Linked DNA regions of Anser cygnoides: all the other regions are linked to region 3. A link is a contact called in public Hi-C data. All regions are on one chromosome and are shown on one strand. Each heading gives the region's core, a stretch centred on a gene start, on an enhancer-like site or on the middle of the called end of the contact. The rest is flanking DNA. Distances are from core to core; before and after follow the strand shown. Region 1 overlaps FAM13A (family with sequence similarity 13 member A). Region 2 holds the start of ERI1 (exoribonuclease 1). Region 3 holds the start of LOC106046070 (probable E3 ubiquitin-protein ligase HERC3).

The links. Hi-C and Micro-C count contacts between places; a contact is called where the count stands out from the background.
Region 1: a Hi-C map of liver shows a contact between it and region 3, with 4 times the contacts expected there. The contact joins the enhancer-like site here to the promoter of LOC106046070 in region 3. A contact is called at or near these places in 2 of 7 Hi-C or Micro-C datasets (both in liver).
Region 2: a contact with region 3 is called in a Hi-C map of liver, with 4 times the contacts expected there. The contact joins the promoter of ERI1 here to the promoter of LOC106046070 in region 3. A contact is called at or near these places in 4 of 7 Hi-C or Micro-C datasets (fetal liver, granulosa cells and liver).

The regions. Positions count from the first base shown.
Region 1 is chr4:69,015,981-69,019,080 of Taihu_goose_T2T_genome, reverse strand. All of the region lies in intron 3 of FAM13A (family with sequence similarity 13 member A), which reads left to right. Among named protein-coding and RNA genes, the nearest start is that of FAM13A, 7.7 kb to the left of the region's middle. Within about 2 kb of position 1,355, at least 2 of the 3 cell types and tissues checked have open chromatin away from gene starts, as enhancers often do. A contact at or near this core is called in liver, where this site is marked.
Region 2 is chr4:68,679,295-68,682,552 of Taihu_goose_T2T_genome, reverse strand. ERI1 (exoribonuclease 1) reads right to left here and starts at 1,481. Exons shown (of 7, transcript XM_066996347.1): 1 at 1,327-1,481; 2 at 845-1,020. The coding sequence starts at 1,407.
Region 3 is chr4:68,815,894-68,819,387 of Taihu_goose_T2T_genome, reverse strand. LOC106046070 (probable E3 ubiquitin-protein ligase HERC3) reads right to left here and starts at 2,123. Exons shown (of 23, transcript XM_048052142.2): 1 at 1,934-2,123; 2 at 1,204-1,336; 3 at 461-537. The coding sequence starts at 2,027.

The DNA.
Region 1 (3,100 bases), core at 106-2,605, 200 kb before region 3:
TTCTTGCATATTTGGTAAAATCTGGACTATTTATGCTTTTCCAATCCAGTTATATCTGCAAAATATAAACTGAAATTATCAATTGGTTTGTTAGAGCAAGCTTGTAGACAATAACTGCAGTCTCTCTAGGACACAGGTTTGCTTCTGTTTTGCTAGGGTGATTACTTGGAATTTCGTTCTAATGGACTCTGAAATATTATAACAACGTCATCTGCTAATCACGTTTATTATCCACTGAGCCCCAAAGCACATATTGTCTAAATTTCCAGTTCTCACTGAGGGATGTGATTGACCATTAGAAACAAGCCAGTTTGCAAGTAACAACAGACTTTACCAATCATAGCATAGAATGTACCAATCATAGCATGTTTTTTTAACCTTTAAGTAGTAGATAATCTGTAAGGAAGAACATCACTTCAGCTTTAGAAAGTTGAAACTTGCACAGCTGTTTGCCTAAATGATTTGTTGATCTAATCCATCCGTATTAGTCCGTATTGTTATGCAGACTAGACGGTGGTTGGCCCTGTTCCTGGACCATTTGGGGCAGTGGGAGTTCTTTTGCTGCAGGCAGTTGATGCCTCTTATTGCTGTCTTCCTAAGAAGCTGCGAAGTGAGTGGGTACATGTTACTAGAGATATGCTCTTTACAGTAAAGCAGGCAAATAGGATACATGTAGAGGAGGAACGATGTAGAGGAACATCCTCTGAACAGATCCCCAGTGGAAGACAGTGCAAAGTTTTCACACTGTTGTCCTCAGGTTTTCCTCCCACTTTTTTTGGCCTGCAGTGGAGATGAAGTTTAGTTATTGCCTGGAGCAGGGAGAACACAACCATGTTTTCTCTTCCTTTCCTGTCTGGGGCTCTACAGACTGTTAAGGGTGTGCTGGAGAAGAACTCTGCCTTTCCCTAAGTGCAGTCAATAAAGTAATAAACAGGTTGTATGTGGGCTGTGTAAAATACCTTTCTCTGTAAAATATCATTTAGTAAAGTTGTCTGGGGCCCAAGGACAGGGTTCAGGAAGTGCTGGGTAGGAAGGTGCCGTTGTTTCAGAAAGTCCCTTTTTTAAATTTTTTTGGTCATAGCTGTGCTTTCTTTTGGATCTCTTAGATTTAACCATGTCTGACTCATGAGATGCATTTGATTATGTTCCTTCACTTAAATCACTTTAAGTGGAAATTTTGTATAAGTTGCACGTTCCCTGTTCTGCATCCCTGTCCCACAAAGGTCATATCACTGTATTGCGCCAGAAACTATTGATGTACTTTGTGAACTGTGCTGTTTGTGGAAAGTCTCATTCATTCTTGCTTCCCACAGGAAATAGAAAATTCCCCCAGTGATTTCTATGGAAATGAGATACATATCCATACTTAGCAGACTTAGCCACCAAGCTTTGTTGTTTCAAAAAAAAGTTACTGGTGTAAATCACAAACCTGGTTCTCCAAAAGTCTGTTTAGCTGTGATGTACCTTTACAGTTAAGTTTGCATGTATTGTACAATAATCTCTAGTTCTAGTTCCATTATATTTTTTATTAGGGTTAGCTGTTATGGCAAGGGGAAGGTTTTGGTTAAGTTTGAAGAAAAATCAGTTGTTTTTTTTCATGTGCTGGAAAATGTATCATAAATTGCTCTGAAAGGCACTGATTACTTTCGTAGGGTTCAGATTAGTTTCAGTGGTAGATGAGACTGTGTTTACAGTTAAATGATCAACCAACTGTGCAGGATTGGCAGAATTATCTATTCACTTATCAAAGTATGTGCAAGGGTATTTGTTGCAAAATGGTACCAACAGCAAGCATGCCTGAGTGTTCTTTTTGTAAACTATGAAGAAAGTAGGTCAAGGTGTTTCTGAGCCAACAGGTTATTAAAAAATAACTTTGAATCTGGAGCCACTTCACTCTATGTCTACAGTGAAGGCAGTTACAAACTCTGTTACAACCTCTGTATTCCCTCCTGTTGAAGCTTTGTAATTATTTTAGAATTCCTTTGGAATATTTTCAGGGTTTGGTATCAGCATCTTTTAAATCAGCTAAAAGTTTGGCCTGAGAATAATACACAATTACTTTCCTTCCTATAAAAAATGTTAGGGAGTGATTCCCCCAGTTAAAAATAGCTGGAGTGAAAACTACAAATCTTACCTGAGATTGTAATCCTTTTTAAAGCAGGGTATAGTCCACATTACCAAACCAAAGAGTAAATGATCTGCCCTTTATTGAAAAAGAGAAATGTGATACGTTGGTAGTTCAGGAAGTCCACACAGCTGGTTTGGCATGCTACCAGAAGCCTGTGCAACAGCAGTGTGAAATGTGCATGCTGCCCCTAAATCCTGACGCAATGCTGTTTATATAAATATTCAGAGTAATTCCAAGACTATGCAGTTCCAGAAAACATCACGTAGCGTATCCTATGGACAGTCTGCTGCGTCCTGACCTCCTCTCTCTACCCTTGAAGAAGCGCAGTGACACTGGGAGTTGAGAAGGGCCTCCATCTGTAAATGGTGTTGATTGGAGATGTGTAGCAAGTACAGGCTAGGGACACACTGGTAATGATCTTTGTGTTGACTGGTCTCCTCAGAGTGCTTGACAAATATGAACGTTGCTTTTCGCAGGGGATCCTGGGGTCAAAATTGTCCACTGCAATCTGTTCTGTGGCTGCAGTTTTGCTGGAGAACAGGGCTGTGCCTGCCCAAGCAAAATGGGCCGTGCTTGCAGACCAGTGAAAGCCCTGGATGACTGAAAGATACTTCTTTCAGAAAACTCATTTGGAAGTAATCGGTAGCTCCTGTACAGAAATCTGTTTGAGCTTGTTTATTCCTTCTGGCTTTTCATTTCTTATCTTTTATAACCCAATCACTGACTCTTAAGACATTTGTACATACTAAGAACAAGCTCTGTATGCACAGCTCTTACCCCTTTCACAGGTCACTTGCTTTTAGCAAGGCAGATTGCTGTTATCCTTTTTAGCATGCAGAAAGTTTTTCCATTATGTGATTTTTTTTTCTTTCCTTTTCTTCTTTGTTGCATTCCTTCTCCAGCAGGGGCACAGTGAAATGTAGGCTCCTGTCTTCCTTTAGCACTGAGTCTAATGAAGTTGAATGCTATTTG
Region 2 (3,258 bases), core at 232-2,731, 140 kb after region 3:
GCACTTCCCGTGCACAGCTCCTCCCCTGCCTTTTTGCTTTCCAAATGAATCTCTGCTCCTTCTGTCTTTTTTGTCTGGGCATTATTTCTCCTAGTTTTCATCTTCTCTGGAAAGCTCGACTTTTCCCTCCAGCCTTATTCCATTGCATCCTTTGTACTCCTCCTGCCTTTAGAGCATCCTAGCTCCAACTTCTGACTTTGCTGACTCCCAAATACCACCGCTACTCCCTTATTACTGTTGCCAACAGAAACACACTTTGTTTTTCCCAGCTGACTTCCGTATTTCCTATGCAGCAGGAACCACTCTCTGTAAGCCTAGCCCCTTCCTCTTCCTCCTCCCTGAGCACAAGCTCAGCTTACCGTACATTCACCTACTCCCAGTATTCTCTCACACCCTGTCAGATTAGCAAGCAGCCCACCTAAGCCTAACTGTTCTCTGCATCGATGACATTCCCAGACCTACCACGACAGAGGTTTTAGCCAACATCACAGCCATACTGGTAAATAAGATTTTTTTTTGAAGTGGGCTTCTCACCGCTCCAGGTTTGCAGTGCCGCCCGAGAACCCATGCCGTTCTCCAGACCTGCCTTTCCCCCTTGTACAAACACGTGGCGAGGTGTGACTTAGTTACACATTTCTTCATGTCTGCATTACCAGTTGAGGCACATCTGAGACCACGTTAAGCAGTATCACATCCGCTAACCCTACAAGAAAAGCTCCATCGAGACCGCACATAGAACACCTAGGGGTTGATGGCATGTCTCCTTTTCACTTTGTGGCGCGTGTTTAAACCTTAAAATAATCATGCTCAAGGGTAAATCAGAAGGGCTGAGACTTGGCCTGACCTGGTTTCAAGTTTGAACTCTGCAAGTTTACTTCTAAGCTCGTCTCGGGTCATTCTGTTGATGTAGCCATTGGTCATGGCGATTTCCTTGTACACGGGGTCGCTGAAGTCACTCTGACTGGAAGCTGGGCTTTTCCCCTTAGTTCCTTGATCGCCCACCCCGCTGTGCTGCTTGCCCTGGGAGGAAAAAAAGATCTGAAAGTCAAAACGGATGGTGGATTTTATGCATAGTTTTGGTATGTAAACACATTAAAACACCGCACCGTTCCACTCGTGACCAAACCGAGTGCTTAACTAGCTTATAGAGAGGTAAAAAAAAAAAAATATTAACATTGAGGCCTGCCGGCCGGGCGCCCGAATCACCACAACGGCAGCGCGGCGGGGCGGGCTCCGCGCATGCGCCATGTTGGGTGGCGGCAGCGGCCGCACCGCCCGCCCCGACCGGCCCCGGCCCCGGCCCCGTCCCCCCGGCCCGGGGCTCACCGGCGGGCGGGCGGCGGGCGGCGGCTGCGGGCGGGCGGGCTGCGGGCGGTTCTCCTTCTGCTCCTCCTGCTGCTCCTCCATGGCGGCGGCGGCGGCGGCAGTGCCCGGGGAGGCGGGCGGAGCGGCGGGGCCGCCCCCGGGGCGGGGAGAGCGGGTGAGGCGCGGCCCCGCTCCCGTCTGCCAGCCCCTGAGGGGAGCGGGGGCGGCCTCAAATCCTGTCAGGCTGTGGGGTGCCGCCGGCCCTTCGCCTTGGTGCTCCGAGCGGTAGCAACGCGGTAACAACGCGACCTGCTGGCCTCACAAACGTGGCATGCCCTAAACCCAAGAGATAAAAAGCTTCCCCAGAAGTTTCTTCACAGGATTACCGGATGGTTGAGGTTGGAAGGGACCTCTGGGTGTCACCTAGCCCAACCTCCCTGCTCAGGCAGGCTCACCTCTATCAGGTTGCCCAGGACCACATCCCAGGTGGCTTTTGAAGATCTCCAAGGAGGATCTTGAAGATCTCCACAGCTTCTCTGGGCAAGGTGTTGCAGTGCACCGTCACCCACACGTCACAGAAATCCTTCCTGCTGTTCAGACAGAACCCCCTGTGCTCCAGTTCGTGCCCACCGGCTCTTGTTCCGGCACTAGGCACCACCTAAAAGAGCCTGGCCCTGTCCTCTTTGCGCCCTCCCTTTAGGTATTGATGGTGACAAGATCCCCCCAGAGCCTCCTTTTCTCCAGGCTGAACAGCCCCGGCTCCCTCAGCCTTTCCCCATAGAAGATGTGCTCCAGTCCCTTCATCATCTTTGTGGCCCTACACCAGACTCTTTCCAGCAACCCCGTATCTGTCCTGTACTGCGGGGCCCAAACTGGACTAGGCACCCCAGATGCAGCCTCACCAATGCTCAGCAGAGTGGATACATCACCTCTCTTGACCTGCTGGCAACAGATTGCCTAATGCAGCCCAGAGTACCGTTAGCCGCTTTAGTGGCACATTGCTGACTCAATGCCTTGTTGGAGTGGGCAATAGTACAAAGATATTAAACCAAACAAGGGACTCCGTGCTCATAGATTCATTGAAACAGGTCAGGTTGTCAGCTCAACTCCAAATCTCTTGATGATTTCACGAGTTATTTGCTAGCAATGCTTCTAAAAGCTCTGGCTCAATTCAGGAACAGGGATGTGGTGAAGAAACCCAGCAGCCCTGATGCAATGCCTGAACCTGCAGCCTGGTGCATGGACAGGAGAAACTCACAAGGAGATCCAGCCAGAGCAGAAGCTAGGCATCAGTCTGATGGGGACTGATGTTGGCCAGACCCTGTGCATATGGCCACCCTGTAAGAGCCAACGATCCTGACGGGTACAAAAGGCTTGTCCAAACACTAGTTCACTGTCAGCTATAAAGGGGAGTCCCAGAATCCTAGGGAGGGTCATGTTGGCTGGCATCCCTCATCCACTCTGATCCTGGCCAGACCCTACGGGCACACAAATCTTGGTGATTACAAGAGCACGTGTGTGAGTGGAAACAACTGAAACCTGCAAAAGAATGTGAAAGAGAGTAAAATGCACTTGTCAACCTACGGCTGTAAGGAAAGCCACCCAGATAGAAAGCTCACCCAAACGGTTTTGCTGCATTAGCCACCAGCAGAAGTAACAGCATCGTTTCCCGGTAGCATCAGCCAGGCCCCACCTCCAGGCAGGCCTGGGCACATTTACTGAGGAAGCCAAAAAACGTTTCTGAGCATTTGCAGTCAAACCTACTGCCAGAAGCCTGCAGGAGAGCATAACAAAGGCTCCTGGGGGCTTGGCAGTGACACATATGCTCCAAAGTCCTTTTGAGATCCCTACTTTTTTTTTCTTTTGTTTTTTAAAGACACTGCTTGTCTTGACCAACCAATATGTGCTTTCTGTACAACAAGGAAGAGCAGATATCCCTATTGCTCTGGTGTT
Region 3 (3,494 bases), core at 874-3,373:
ATCTAGCTCCTAAGTGCTAGGAGTACATCAGCGGCAGAAACCAAATCTCCCTGTCTGCTTCTGCCCCCTTCAGGGCAGTCCCATGCTGCCTATGTGACTCATCACAGCACGAATAAAAGCAGGGTGTTGCCTCTATTGCCGTACTTTTATGAACCAGAGAAGAGCTCAAACTTTAAAATGTCCAGGTCTGGTGAGCGTAGGGCAGGGCAGCCACGTTTGCTCTCCACGACGCACCTTTGAGGAGGGGTAGTGCTAAGGAATTGGAGAAAGATAGAACTGCAGGTCCCTGGGAGCTGGGAAGGAAGGGCAGAGCTGACAGAGAGCACAGTTTGTGTCACCTATCCATTGCTCATTACTGATGGTGTCACTAACTACTGGACACGGTTCAAGGTCTCCCTTCTGAGCAAGCCTGTCAAATGGGACTCCCATTTGGAGAAAAGGTGTGCATAAAAGAGACTACCTCTGGACAGCGCCATGGAGTGATGGTCCCCACAGGCTATTTGAACAATTTCTCGGTTTCCCAGTTCTTCCACCAGCCTACGAAGATTAGGAAAAAATACCAAATCAAAACAGATGCTCTGCCATGAGACTAAGTAAAAAAAAAGAGGATCCTCTGCTCACCACGTCCTAGGATGTTTAGCAGTATTTACATAGAAAAATATTGGTCATCTCTCAGTTGATTCACCCTGCTCTTATACTAGCTTCCTTCAGTTGCACTAACTGATCTGATTGTGGTTTGCACCAGAGGAAGCTGAAAGAGAATCAGTCTCATCCCTGGGCAAACTAGCAGCAAATTCCATAAGCATACTGCTATGTCATTTGTAGATGCTGGTTACCCTCACAGATTAATCAGAAGGTGGCAAGGTTTATGTGGGCCTGGGTCTTTCACACACAGCTTTCCTAAGCCACATGTAGTTTGCATGTCATTTGCAAACTGGTAAATCTACTTATCCTTACTAAGTTTTGAGAGGAACCTGTACCGTCAGTATCTCAAACAGCTCAGATCTTAGTGTTACCCTCAAAATCAGAACATTTCTTGCTGGTTAAAAAAGAAGAGAAAGTTTTGAGTTTTAGGAATGCAAGTGTTCTTGTTTCCTTTTTACAGTAAGAGCATGCCTGAGTTTCTTGAATGTTACCTTTAGGAAAAGGAGGACGTTCTCTGACCATTGCAATACATACCTTCACCCTGCAAAAGCTTCTTACCTTGGCTTAAAGCAGTTATCCGAAGACGTAGCCCAGTGTTCGGAAAGCTTCCCATCACAGGAGAGAAGGAGCGTATGTGTTTCATCACAGTTTGAACATTTCACCCCCTCCTTTCTCTGCAACTGCACATCTTCTACAGAACAAATAAAGACAGACATGGCAGGAAGCAGGCACCTTAACCATCTCTGCTCCCTCCCCAGTATCTCTGTGTGCTACTGCTTTCACTGAGATTTTCTGCTCCTTGGGAAGAAGTGCAGCAAGCTTAGGCAATATTTTCTCAGGTCACTCAGAGCTTCAGTGTCCTGTGCACTACTTTGTTGTCCACCAGCCACTCTCCTGGCTGTCACTAGAAGACATTTCGCCATCTCTCAGATACAGGCTCTGAAAACAATCACTGACACGTCAGCAGAAGTACACTTACTTTTGCACGGCTGTGGAGAGTGTCCTGGGGAAAAAAGGCTCTTGCTGAGTTATCTGACTGCCCTAGATTTGTCACACGCTTGGGCACAGGTTGTCTCGAAGTCAGATGTTTTACAAGACACTGGAGAAGCAGTAAAATTCACACCTTGGCTGCCCCACCGCCCACCTTTCTCACCTCCCCAGCTTAACCACAGCGTGCAGTCAGGCAGGGGCATCTCTCCCCATCACCCCCGTCTCCTCCCCAACCCCTGGCTCCCGGCGGGGTCCCCGACCCCCCCACCCCCGGTACGCCGCCGGTTCCCCCCCGCACCTCCCGCTGCCTTCGGCCGCTGCTGGGGGCTGCGCTTCTGCTCTCCGGCCCGCTGCCGCTGCCGCTGCCGCTGCTTTTTCCTTCCCCCGGCCATGCCGTGCCAGCAAGCAGCCTGCTACCGCTAGGCTGAGCCCGAGGCAGCTCCTTTATGCCTGCTCCCCGCCCCAGCCAGCCCCGGCCCGGCCGGGAAACGAAACCGAAAGCGAAACCCGGGAGCTCCAGCAGCTGGGGAGGTTCCCGGGATGCTGACGCTTGGAGGCGCTGAGCTGGGAAACGGGGATCTGTGCTCGAAAGGGTTTCCATTCTCACATATTCTCTCCTGCTGTCTGCTAAATCTCCCCCTGCCTCTAAAGGAGAACACGCGCAGGGCCACCTTGTACAATAAATGATACCCGTGTTAGGGATCAAATGCATGGAAAGACATAAGAGCATCTTCATTGTATTCCCAATACCTTTAACTGGTGAACTGAATGCTTAAAAAAAATCATTGCTGCTGAATGCTGAGCACAGACGGGGAGCATAGCAGGGGTAAGGCATGCTGTGAAAGTAGCACTAAGGACGTGATTTTACAGATTCTTACTGGCGTTGAGTGAAATGCTGCAGAAAAAAATAATTACTGAGACAACAGAAGTGTTTAATATGATACATTTAAATGAAGCAGAATGGAGTGAACAAAAAGGCACAGAGAGTCAATATGGTGAAAAATAACGACAGGGTGGAGACATAGGACATAGACCATTGACAGGACTGGGGCGATGCTGTCCAGGGCAGGGCCCAACCCAGGTCCTGCAGCACTCAGCATTAACCAGGGCAGTACTGTGAGGCTTGGGACACCAAAGCACGAACCGCAAAAGCACAGTGAAGTCCCTCTGCACCAAAAGATGAGATAATCTGTCCTCCAAAGACAGCAAAGGAGCTCCAGGCAGAGGCACACGAATGAAGAGACTTGAGGGGAGGAGAGGAAAAGGACAGTCACTAAAGCTCTTTCTTTCCTTTTGGAGCTACATCCACGAAGGTGAAAGTCACTCACGGTACACACCGCAGTTCCCCATCGTCCAAGTACACCTGGGTCCTTGAGCAAAAGCAGTCCCACAATTGGGCTTGCCTTCTCCCCACAGGGGAGCAAACAGCACGTGTCTTTCCCAGCCTGTTGCCTGCAACACTGCGGGGACCTCATCTCCTTCCATGATACATAGGAAGGTCTTTTGACAAAGAAATAGCAAGCTATGGCCTGTGAGGCCAAAGCATCTGCCGCAAAGGGACACTGGAGGTCCCTCTGCACCAAAGCATGAGCTAACGAGTCCTCCCAAAGGAAGAAAGTTGCTACAAGAAGAGGCACAGGAATCACAGAATCATAGAATCATTAAGTTTGGAAAAGACCTCTAATACCATCAGTTCCTACTCCCAAGTCTACCACTAAACCATGCTTCACAGTCCTTCTTTGGACATGCTCCAGCACCTCAATAGCTTTCTTGCAGTGAGGGGCCCAAAGCTGAACACAGAGTGAGGTGCAAGCAAGAGCCAGAGCTGAGTACAGGGGGACAATCACTTCCCTGGGCCT